Linked DNA regions of Mus musculus: region 1 is linked to region 2. Evidence: chromatin contacts called from public HiChIP or PLAC-seq data. All regions are on one chromosome and are shown on one strand. The core of a region is the stretch at or near the end of the contact, and the rest is flanking DNA. Distances in the headings are between cores, read along the strand shown. Region 1 has its middle 33 kb from the start of Tspan13. Region 2 has its middle 42 kb from the start of Agr3.

What was found. HiChIP or PLAC-seq counts read pairs in DNA pulled down with a chosen protein or histone mark.
Region 1: a contact with region 2 is called in an H3K4me3 HiChIP or PLAC-seq map of bone marrow-derived macrophages, with 2.8 times the contacts expected there. The contact joins two enhancer-like sites. A contact is called at or near these places in 6 of 39 promoter capture datasets (the HPC-7 cell line, embryonic stem cells, hippocampal neurons and 3 more), 2 of 484 Hi-C or Micro-C datasets (both in uterus) and 1 of 115 datasets of contacts at active chromatin or transcription factors (bone marrow-derived macrophages).

What each region holds. Positions count from the first base shown.
Region 1 is chr12:36,072,471-36,077,681 of GRCm38.p6, forward strand. No RefSeq gene overlaps it. Among named protein-coding and RNA genes, the nearest start is that of Tspan13, 33 kb to the left of the region's middle. Within about 2 kb of position 2,316, at least 20 of the 459 cell types and tissues checked have an H3K27ac peak or open chromatin away from gene starts, as enhancers often do. A contact at or near this core is called in bone marrow-derived macrophages, where this site is marked.
Region 2 is chr12:35,881,084-35,886,609 of GRCm38.p6, forward strand. No RefSeq gene overlaps it. Among named protein-coding and RNA genes, the nearest start is that of Agr3, 42 kb to the right of the region's middle. Within about 2 kb of position 4,003, at least 32 of the 459 cell types and tissues checked have an H3K27ac peak or open chromatin away from gene starts, as enhancers often do. A contact at or near this core is called in bone marrow-derived macrophages, where this site is marked.

The DNA of each region.
Region 1 (5,211 bases), core at 1,066-3,565, 190 kb after region 2:
AAATAAAAACCCTGCTGTCAGTTGCATCATCTGCTCCTGTCTGGTTTTTGTTTTTGTTTTTGTTTTGGAAGGGGTGTGTGTGTCTAACACTTCCCTGGCATTACAACAGATATTCTTTTTCAGATTTGGTTTAGAATCACCTAGGAGACATATGCCTGGGTTTATCTGTGAGGTTTGCTTCCAGATAGTTCTACCTAAGAGACCCATCCTGAATGTAGGCGACACCAGCCCATATGCTGGAGACCTGCACTAAGTAAAAAGGGAAAAAGGAGGAACTGACTTGAGTTCGAGCACTCATCTCTCTGCTTTCTCTCTGACTGGCTGTCTCAGGCTCCTGTTGCCATAGCTGGAGCTGCTCTTACCATCCTGCCTTCACCTCCTCCGTGATGACTGCATCCTACCTGGCTACTACAAACAAACCATCCATAAGTTGTTTTAGTCAAATATTTTGTCACAGCAATGAGAAGAATAACTAATACCGTTATCTCCCTGAAGTGAGAAGTGCTGGCAATAGCAACAGATTTCCTGACTTTTCACAAAGCATTCATTTGCAAGAAGGAAGTGAGCCCCTGGTGTCATCCTGAGATCAAAGCTGTTAACATTCATCATTTGTGCAGTTTCCGGGGATGATAAGTTCAGGCTGAAAAGGTGGCATCTAAGTTACTTATTAAAAAGCACTTAATTTTGTACAAAGCTGCTTTCACTACAAAGCCTTAAAGTCGCTACTTAATTATTTACGTACCACCCAGTGCACTCCCATGATTTTCAGAGAAGCGATTACAACCTTTTGCAGAGCATTGGATACAGGACATTCAGGCCACTCTTCAGTTCTCGGGGTCTGCCTTCAGCTTCAGAGAAAGCTAATGAGGACTCTGGTGAGATCAAAAGCCAGGGAAAATGCTAGCATTTAAAGCCCAGAGAAATGCAAAGCTCTAAGTGTTGGGGTTTTTGTTTTGTTTTTAAATCAGCTCACAGGAGAACACTCAGGCGGAGACACTCAGCTTTTAAAGAACTAATCAACAACCCTAACCAAAGAATCATGATCAAGTTATCTAATGCAGCCTCCTGGTGAGCAGACTGGCTCTTAGGTTGTAGGAGCAACTGTCTGGCAAACTCCAGGCCTGGGCAGCTGAGCTAGAGGGAGAAAGGATCCAAAGGGGGGTGGCGGTGGAGGAATTTCCCTAGTCCCCAAAGCAATGCACACTCTTGTAATCAGAGCACTTGGGAGGTGAAAGTGAAAGGAGCAAGAAGAGCTCAAGGTTATCTTTGGCTACATTAGGGAGTTCGAGGTCAGCCTGAGCTATATAAGACCCTGTCTCAAGAGACAAACACACAAACGAAAATCCCAGAAAAAAAAAAATAGCCACATGGGCACTCACAACTCCTGCACTATCTTGACAGGACGGAAGAAATGTTTTTCCACTTGGACATCTATGGCAGGAAAGTTGCAGGCCATGAACTTTCACACTTCAATGAGTGAAGAGGAAAATTGAGGGGTGCATTCAGGTGTCCATGAAGCAGTTCAGCCAACATTGTGGGTTCCTTTCACTGGAGACCGATGATATATACTATTGAAGGATTTTAGCTAAAGAGGGACTTCTGAAATCCCATGCTACAAAATGTCAATACTTTTTTTTGAAAAATTTAGCACTTAAGAAGTTTGTATGTATCGACTTAGATAGATGGCTCAGTAGTTAAGAGTACTTGCTAATCAACCATGAAGACTACATTTGAATACCGTCAAGTGGCTCACAAATGTCTGAATAACTCCAGTTCTAAGGGATTCATGTCCTCTTCTCTACTCTGAAGGTACCTGCACACAAACACACACACACACACACACACACACACACACACACACACACACACTTTTAATTGTATCTTGGGAAGTAGGAACAGGTGAGTCTCTAAGAGTTCAAGACCCGGTTATGAGCAGTTTGTGTGTGTGTTGAATTACAAATTAAAGCTTTACAAAGAATAAGACTATAGGACACTCTTGTCTTGAGTGACTCAAACTTTAATCATCAGTTGGCTGAGTGACTATGACAAGATCAATGAAGTCACAGGTCACAAGACTGATGAAGACTTCAGCCTCCTTGGCAAACATCATTCATGCCATAAGCAAACAAATGCAGTGCTCTAACACAAATATTGGTTCCTATAAACCAAAGTGATTGTAAGGTCAGCAATACTCAGAGCATAGCTAATACACACTAGTGCTAATACATATGTGAAGAATACAAAATTTAAGCCTCAGGAGGGGGCCCCTCTCTTAGTAAACAGGCTAAGAAGATGGGGAACTACAAAAGGGCCAAGCCTCCTCATCTTTCTCACTTACCAATCCTTAGGAATGACTAACTAGGGCTCTACTCGCTCAGAGTCAAGTCAGCACATTCAGTTTTCCTTTAGGCTCCTTTGCATAAGGAGCTTTTAGCTTTAATTTGAGCAAAGCTGAAACCAAGCACCCATGGCTTATAATCCTTTTACCTTCACTTGCTGTGAATGAAATACTTTTATTATTTTTTTAACCAAAGGTCAACCTTCACATACACTATGCACACACCTGCTTTACCAAGCTTCTTTATATTCCAATTAGCGCTTTGATAATTGTATGTGTCATGAGAGTCCCCAAGACATTCTCATCCTAACCCTGGGCCTCTTTGACCTTCAATGGCTTTGCACAGGTAACTTGATAAAGGTTTTAAGATGGAGTGGGTAGGCTGTGTCTTGCAGGTGGTCTGAAGCAGCCACATGGATCTTAGGAGAGAGGACACATGGGCCTGTTGCACTCAGCCAAGTGGTGATAAAATTTTGACTCATTCAAGACAAGAGTGTCCTATAGTCATGGAGAGAGCACAGAAGTTCTCCCCACCCCATCAGAAAAAAAAAAAAAAAAAAAAGAATAGGATAGGATAATACACTTGGAGAATCCAGCCCAGAGCGTGAAAACGATGGAACCCCACTCTTCATCATCCACAGGCGCGGAAGTAAGCCAACCATCATTGGGCTTTGTACCCAAAACATCACAGATCAATATTTAATTAAAGAAAGTAAGTGTTCCATGGTTTGATAAGCATTTTTAATATCAATCTATGATGATAATCCCAGAATTAACTCAAAAGATTCATTGTAAGTCAGTTCTACTCACATTTATAAGACGATTAATTAGAAACGAAGGTAATGAAGAACTGCTCAAAGTTCTTGATTACTGATCTGTCATTAACTGGGTATAAATACAAGTGTTTCTTGAATGCTCCTCTAAATTGTCTGCCTTTAACACTAATGTAGGGGTGTTTCTTATTATGTCAAATATGCCTTCTAACCCATATTGTAAGTCACATGAGGAAAAACAACTACTGAACACAGGCAGTATAGGAAACACAACTCACAGGTGGCTTCAGCTGCCTTTCAGGGCAGTAACCATGGCCACCAGGCAGTGGTTTGCACAGTGGCAGCTTTGCCAGCACACATAAAGGCAACACAAACAATGCTCCCGTGGTTCCATTACTGTTTGGTCATGTAAGTTTCTTATTGGCACCGTGAGAACAAATCACCACAGAAGTGGCATAGCAATTTGTCACTTACAGTTTGGGAAGCCACAATATGAAATGGATTGTCAAGGCCATGTTCCTTCCAAAGGATCCAAGTAGATAACAAAGTCTTTGAATCATTGGTTTCCAGTTTGCACCCTCAGCTCCAGCCCTTTGTCTATCTTTCATGCCAGCATAATAGGGATGGGGAGAACTTCTTCTGTACTCTCTACCTCTGACTTGATGTTTCTGTGACTATATCTGTGTCTGTCTCTCTGTTGGTCTTTCTGTCTCTATCTCTCTGACCATCTTTAACCATTACATTCAAGATTCTTTTCTTCTTCTTTGTATGTAAGTGTAGGTGTATGTGTAAGTGTGTGTATCTGCATGTGAGAGTGTGTCTTGTATGTGCACACATGTATGTAGGGGTAGTATATGTGTATGAGTGTGTAGGTATGGTGTGTGTTATATGTGAACATGTTTATTTAGGTGTGATGTGTGTGTTGTATGTATACATGTGTATGTAGATGTGTGTGTCTGTGTTGCATGTACAAATGTATACAAAGATGTGTTGTGTGTATGTTGTATGTGCACATGTGTATATATATGTGTTGAATGTATGTTGTATGTTCATATGTATATATGTGTGTGTGGTATGTGTTGTATGTACACATGTTTATGTAGGTGTCATGTATGTGTGTGTTGTATGTACGCATCTGTAATGTAGGTGTGGTCTGTGCAGTTCCTTCTTTTTGTGATGAGACCTCACCCTATGACTAGAGCTTGATTTTTTGGCGAGTTTGTCAGCCAATATGCCTCCATGGTTCTCTTGTTTCTATCCCCACCATCTTGGGGTTTCATGTATGTACCTGGCTTGTTACATAGGTACTGGGATCTAAACTCAGGTCTTTATGCTCCATAGTAAGCACACTCAACATTAGTTTGTGAGACTTTTTGAGTAAAGGGTTTTGGTAAACATAGCCCAGGTAGGCCTTGAGTTTGTGGTGATCCTCCTGCCTCAGTCTCTGGAATGTTGGGATTACATATGTGTGTAATACCCAGCCATTCCAGGTAAATTAAAAATAATTGTAATTTAAAAATTCTTTTTCAGTGTGTTTAAAAGATAAAGCAAGACACAATACAGGTTTTATTTGAGCAAATAATGTTTTTTGTACTGGAGGACTCCAATCCAGAAAGAGATCATTGGCTCCAACATAGAAATGTCACAGACAGAGAGATAAAGCAAAAAGCTGAACAAGGAAAATAAACAACCAAACACTACTTAGTTATTGACAGTTGATTTGTTTATAAAATCCCAAGTTATATGACTGTAATTACTTTACTTTTTAAAAACGTAGGTATTTATTTGGTTATAGTTAAATGTAGCTGGTTTGATTTCCTTGGGCATCCTTAAAGGCATCCTGTTCTTCTTTTTATTTAATTAAGTATATTATTATTACTATTGTAATTAATATTATCACTATTGATTTCAAGGGTCTTGTGCAGGCTAGGAAAAAATGCCCTACCACTGAGCAGGAGTAAAGTTTTTCTTTTAAAATATTTATTTTTGTTGTGTGTATGATGTATATGTGTGACTGGTGTCAGTCCTTGTTTTCTACCTTGTTTTGAGACAAGATCTCTTACTGTTTATTGCGGTGGATGTAGGGACGACTGCCCTGTG
Region 2 (5,526 bases), core at 2,753-5,252:
GCTTAGCAGTTAATGGAGCTTGTTGCTCCTATAGGTGATTTTAGAGTTAAGGTCCCAGTACCCATACCGAGCAGCTCATAAGCTCATGCAATTCCAGCTCTAGAGGAGCTGACACCTTCTTCTGGCCACCATGGGCATTTGCACAAATGTGAGCATCCCATACAGACACATTTGTATATGTATAATTTTGAAAAATATTACAAATAAATAAACATCAGAACAGCATACAAACTCTTTGAGACTGTTTTTCAGGCTTGCTCATATAACTGCTATCCTAGTATTAACCAGACCCCTCCTGAACCATTACTGTTAATTGTATCCTTTCTAGTCACCTTTAATTTTTTTTCCTTCCTTTCTTTTTCTCTTAGCATGCAAAAAATACCTGACAAGAATTTTTCACTTGGGTGCTGAAGAGTTTGCTAGTGGTTAAGTGTTCTTGAAGCATAAATATGAGAAGTTGAGTTCAGATCCTTGCACCCATGCAACAAGCTGGGTGTGGTCTCTTGTGTAACTGCAACCCCAAATCTGTGGGGGACAGAGAAAAGAGGAGTCACTAAAGCTTGCTGGCTGCCAGTCTAGCTGAAAACATGAGTTCTAGGTTCTGGAAGAAACCCTGCCTCAAAACAAGAAAGCTGACAGTAATAGAACCTAAGGACCTCCTCTGGATTGCTATGTACACATACACCAAAGGCAAACACACACACACAGAGAGAGAGAGAGAGAGAGAGAGAGAGAGAGAGAGAGAGAGAGAGAGAGAGAGAGAGAGAGACACAGAGAGAGACAGAGAGAGACAGAGACAGAGAGACAGAGAGACAGAGACAGATACAGAGAGACAGAGAAAAACAGAGAGAGAAAGAGAAGGAAACAGAATGACAGAGACAGGGACAGATAGAGACAGAGAGACAGAGAAAAACAGAGAGAGAGAGAAAGAGAGACAGACAGACAGAGAAAGATAGAGATAGAGAGAGGGGGGAAAATGCTAGCAAAACAGTTACAAAACTTAGAAGTTTCCATGTTCTGGATATATTTTTATTTACATCACCATAGAAGAATCTAAAGTTCTACCTACAACCCACTTTTCAGATCTTTTATAACACTGGTCTATTGCTTCCTAACATCCAAAATGCCTAGCCTACTCTGATTCTCCCCAACATTGGTTGGGAGCATCTTCCCCAGCTCTTGGGCAGCATGAAAAACTTTGCTCTCTCCCTAACATCTCTTCTTTCCTTCAGTCCCAAGTCACCCCAAAGCCTCATGTCTTTTTAGCTTTGGGAAATGCCATTTTTATATTTTGAATTTTCCACCCATGTTTTGCTTGTTTCCCACTTCTGGACTTCCCATGCTGTAACTTGAGAGCGCTGGTTTGGTGTCTTCTCTCCAGTTGTGTCTTTCAGGCATTCCTTATCTATGTCATTGCTCTCATTTCTAGACAGGTTTCTGAGAAGAACCACCAAGCTTACCTGTGGGGGCCAGCACTTTAGTAAAGGTCTGTTAAAAGGTCAAAGGTTGGTTTTCCTTACTTAACCCCCTTGGTGCCTGTTGTGTCACTGTCATTATTGTTACATTGTTTCTCTGCTTTCCAAGTGATCTCCTCTGTTATCATCTGCCTTGGGTCTGTTTCATTTTTCTTTCATGCTACTGGCTTTCTCCATCTCTCTCAGACGATTTTCACCATTGTGAATGAGAATCTCCAAATAGCTAAAAAGATTTCCTGTGACTTTCAGTTTGACTTCTTTTACTTGAGCATACAAACACACAGATTTTACCAGTGTTTCCATTATGACCCTGGGAGAGAATCCTGTGTTTGTGAGTAGGATACACATCTGACTGGCTTTGTGACTTCAGCAGGAAAACACTCTTTAGGTGAGTGAGACCTCCAAATGGCAGAATAGGGAGAGGATGGCCCTGCAACAGAGTCTCACCCTAGGAATCTTAACTCTTAAAAAACCTGCATTAATATATTATACGCAGTGCTGGGTTCATTGTGGTCTTTCGGTTTATCTCCATCATGCATGTGGTCATGTCCATCCCCCATTGTCCTCTATTGTCTACTGTCTCTCTCACTGATACCTCTCCTATTCCCAACTAGGAATATTTTTACATCTTCTTTTTAAATTTCTTTTCTTTTCTTTTGTGACCTGGTGAACTTACAGAATTTCTTTCCCTTCTTTCTTTCTTTCTTTCTTTCTTTCTTTCTTTCTTTCTTTCTTTCTTTCTCTCTTTCTTTCTTTCTTTCTTTCTCTCTCTCTCTCCCTCTCTCTCTCTCTCTCTCTCTCTCTCTCTCTTTCTCTCTTTCTTTCTTTCTCTTGGTAGAGTGGGGGTTTCTCTGAACACAGTAATAGGAAAGAGAAAGAAAGAGAATGGGAAAAGCACACTGCCATGGGGCACATGGGATTCTGCCAACATCACTCAAGGGGTTAAATGGATGAGAAAACCACTGTAGGAGAACCTGAGGTGGCATTGGGCATCCTAAGCACAGTTGAGAGAAGACAGAAGGCATTACCTCAGAGGAACAGAACATACTAATGCTCAGAAGACTTAAACACCCAACAGATAATATTGGTGCCTCTCTCCGTTAAGCCATGTTCAACCATTGGACATTGTTTAGTTCTGTTACGTGTTGCCTTTTTAATTTAATTGCCTCACTGTGAGTAAGTAGTTCTATGGACTCTCTTATCAGTCTGTTTTTCTTCCTGCTTTCAGGTCCCTCAGAAAACTGTTGCACAGGTTAGCATGGCATGAACATGTCAGTACTTATTGACAAGACCCTGGAAACTGTGTAGCAGAGGCAAGCCTCAGCACAGGTGGCATGCAGCACCTCAGCTGAGCGCTATGAGGAAGTCCCACAAATCAGAGGCCCCAGGGAACTAATCCTGGTTCGTAACACATAACATGCTTGCATGATCTTGTTTGGCATTGTGACTTACCTACAAATCTATTACTTGACTTATATAAACTCTAGCATATGCAATAATGTGGCTTGTTATACTGTTATTATAAATATATGTCTTTATTACTTTGTTTAATCTTCAATCCCTGAGAAATCCAATGGTTTTTATTTTTATTTTTTAATTTTCTTTACTAAGTCAACATTCCACAAAGTGTACTCTATGAGTCAGACAACCAGGGCCATGTGGTAATCATGTCCTGGACGTCTTTTCAGACCCTAGCTATTGAAAATGGGCCTTCTGGGTATCTCTACTCCTCCGATCCCTAGCTCTTCAGTCTGTGTATAATTAAGCACTGCAGGAGAAGCAAAAGAATTGGCCTGTGCCACCCATGTAGTATGGGAATGGGAGCCCACAACACTGTGACAGTTCTCTGGGTCTTCTTGGGGTGGGGGTAGGCGGTCCACTGTGGGAGTTTCAGGGTGAAGAAGCTGATGGGATCTGAGGAAGTGTGAGGTCCAAGTTTTATCCAGGACATGCCTAGAGAGAAATGGGAAAACCTATGGGTCAGCAGTAGTTTTGGTAGTTTAAGGAAGAGGTTTAAGGAGGAGCCACTGTTGGCATTTATATTTCGACCTTCATATAAACAATTTGCTGAAAGTAATTATCATTATTTTTTTTCTTTCCTTGAGACATTATATAGCCTTGCTGACCTGGAGCTTGTTATATAGACCAGACTGTCTTCAAACTCCTGGAGATCTGCCTGCTTCTGCCTCCCAAGTGCTGACATTAAAGGGGCAACTGCACCCAGCAAATGGATCTCTCTTTAGAGCTTTACATTTCTAAAAGGGGTATAGGAGGTTTGAGACTGCAAGCCCACATCCAAGGAGCAATAATTAACTCCACACACACTGAGGAAACATGTCAGAGAACAGGAAACATTGCCATCTTCTGCCTATATGAGAATGCTGCTTTTCTTTTTTTAAAACAAACAAACAAACAAAAAAACAAACAAACAAGCAAACAAAAACAAAGAGCTTTGTTCTGATCAAGACCAAGCTACTATTAGAATGTGTGGTCGGTGAGCACATAGCGCCACCTTGTGCAGCTGGGTGCCCTGTGAATGTCTCCTGTGTAGGAAAAATGTAAGCAGCAGAAGTGGAGGTTGTCTCACAGTGGGAGCCAATTCAAGTAAGCAGGCTTTTAGTGTGCAAACATAACTGTGTAAACAAATTCCCAGTTCTTTGCAAAGCAAAGCAGTGGGACCCATAGAAAAACAAAAAGACTAGTTTCTAAGCAGAGCAGGGGATGAGTCTGTTATGAGGGAAAAGTCACAAAAATAAGGTTGGGGGAAGGGAGGAATAACACGGGGAGGAACCAGAGGGAAGGGGAAGCGAGAAACAGGGTCTTAAAAAGGGAAGCAGCTTGAAGAGAGTTCGAGCGGTGTTGGAAGAGAGAACAGCGGAAAAGTAACTGTGGCACCCGTAAACCACAGCAACTAAGACACAGCCCCACCTGCACGCCTCCCCTCCCAGTGGATGTTTTAAGGTGGACAGTGACTTCCAAGTTCTGGCTCCCAGTCTCTGGAACTCCCAGTCTGCCCATTCCGCTGAGCTCTTCCGAAAAAAAAAAAAAATCGCACAGTGAAATCATGAATGTTTTAACGAAACTCGTAGCCTCCGATGAAAATCTAGAAAAGCCCTCAAGAAAACATGTTAGGCATCCGTTGATGTTTGTTTAATTCTTGTCGGGAGCCAAGTGAAAATGTTTGCATGTGCAATCTGTGCACAGTCATCGATCTGGTTCCATCAGGATGTAGCAGAGAGCAGCTGAGAGAAGTCAGGAAAGCCCAAAGGCGCCCGGCAGCCATTATCCCTATTTGGCCCCATTTTAACACTGAAGTTACCTTTCTATTAACTTTAAAAACTTACCATGACTCTATGGTCTTCTGATCCTGGGGATTGTGGTCACCATTGCTTCTTCCTATTCTAAGGCAGAAACGATCTCTCTTTGCTTGGAGAGAATCTAAACGGCCCTGAGTTCTTTGAGGAAACATAACACGGATGGACTCCTTAGAAGAGTCAATAATGGGTGACCATTTTTTAACTTATTCGTTAGTTATTTAATTAGTTATCCCCTTTATTCTAGTAAAGAATAAATCGTTCTTAGTCCTGTGTCTAAGAGAGGAGTGTTGGTAGAAACAAGTAAAAACGTATGATCTGAAAGATGGAGCACCTGTTAGGAGCTCTTTTGCTGCTCTTTCTGAGGATCTGAGTTCGATTCCCAGCACCCAAGTTATATGGTTCACAGCTGCACATAACTTCAGCTCCAGGAGATCCGATACCACGGGTTCTTGCATACACCTGCCATACAGACACTGAGACAAATATGTATCCTTACATGAAAATAAATCTTTGTTAAAAATTAACTCCCAGCAGATTCTGTGTTGCAGTCTATTTCTGTTCATCTAGATCCTTGCCCCCTGGATGGTCTGAGTAAGCCAACCAAAGGGAACTCTTGCCTCCAAATAAAAATGGACGAAAGAACTGAAGAGTCCAGGAGACATGGAAAACTCTCTTAAAAGTCAGCACACGTAAGCGCTTGAACCTTCAGCATTATGTGGTGCTGACTAAATAGA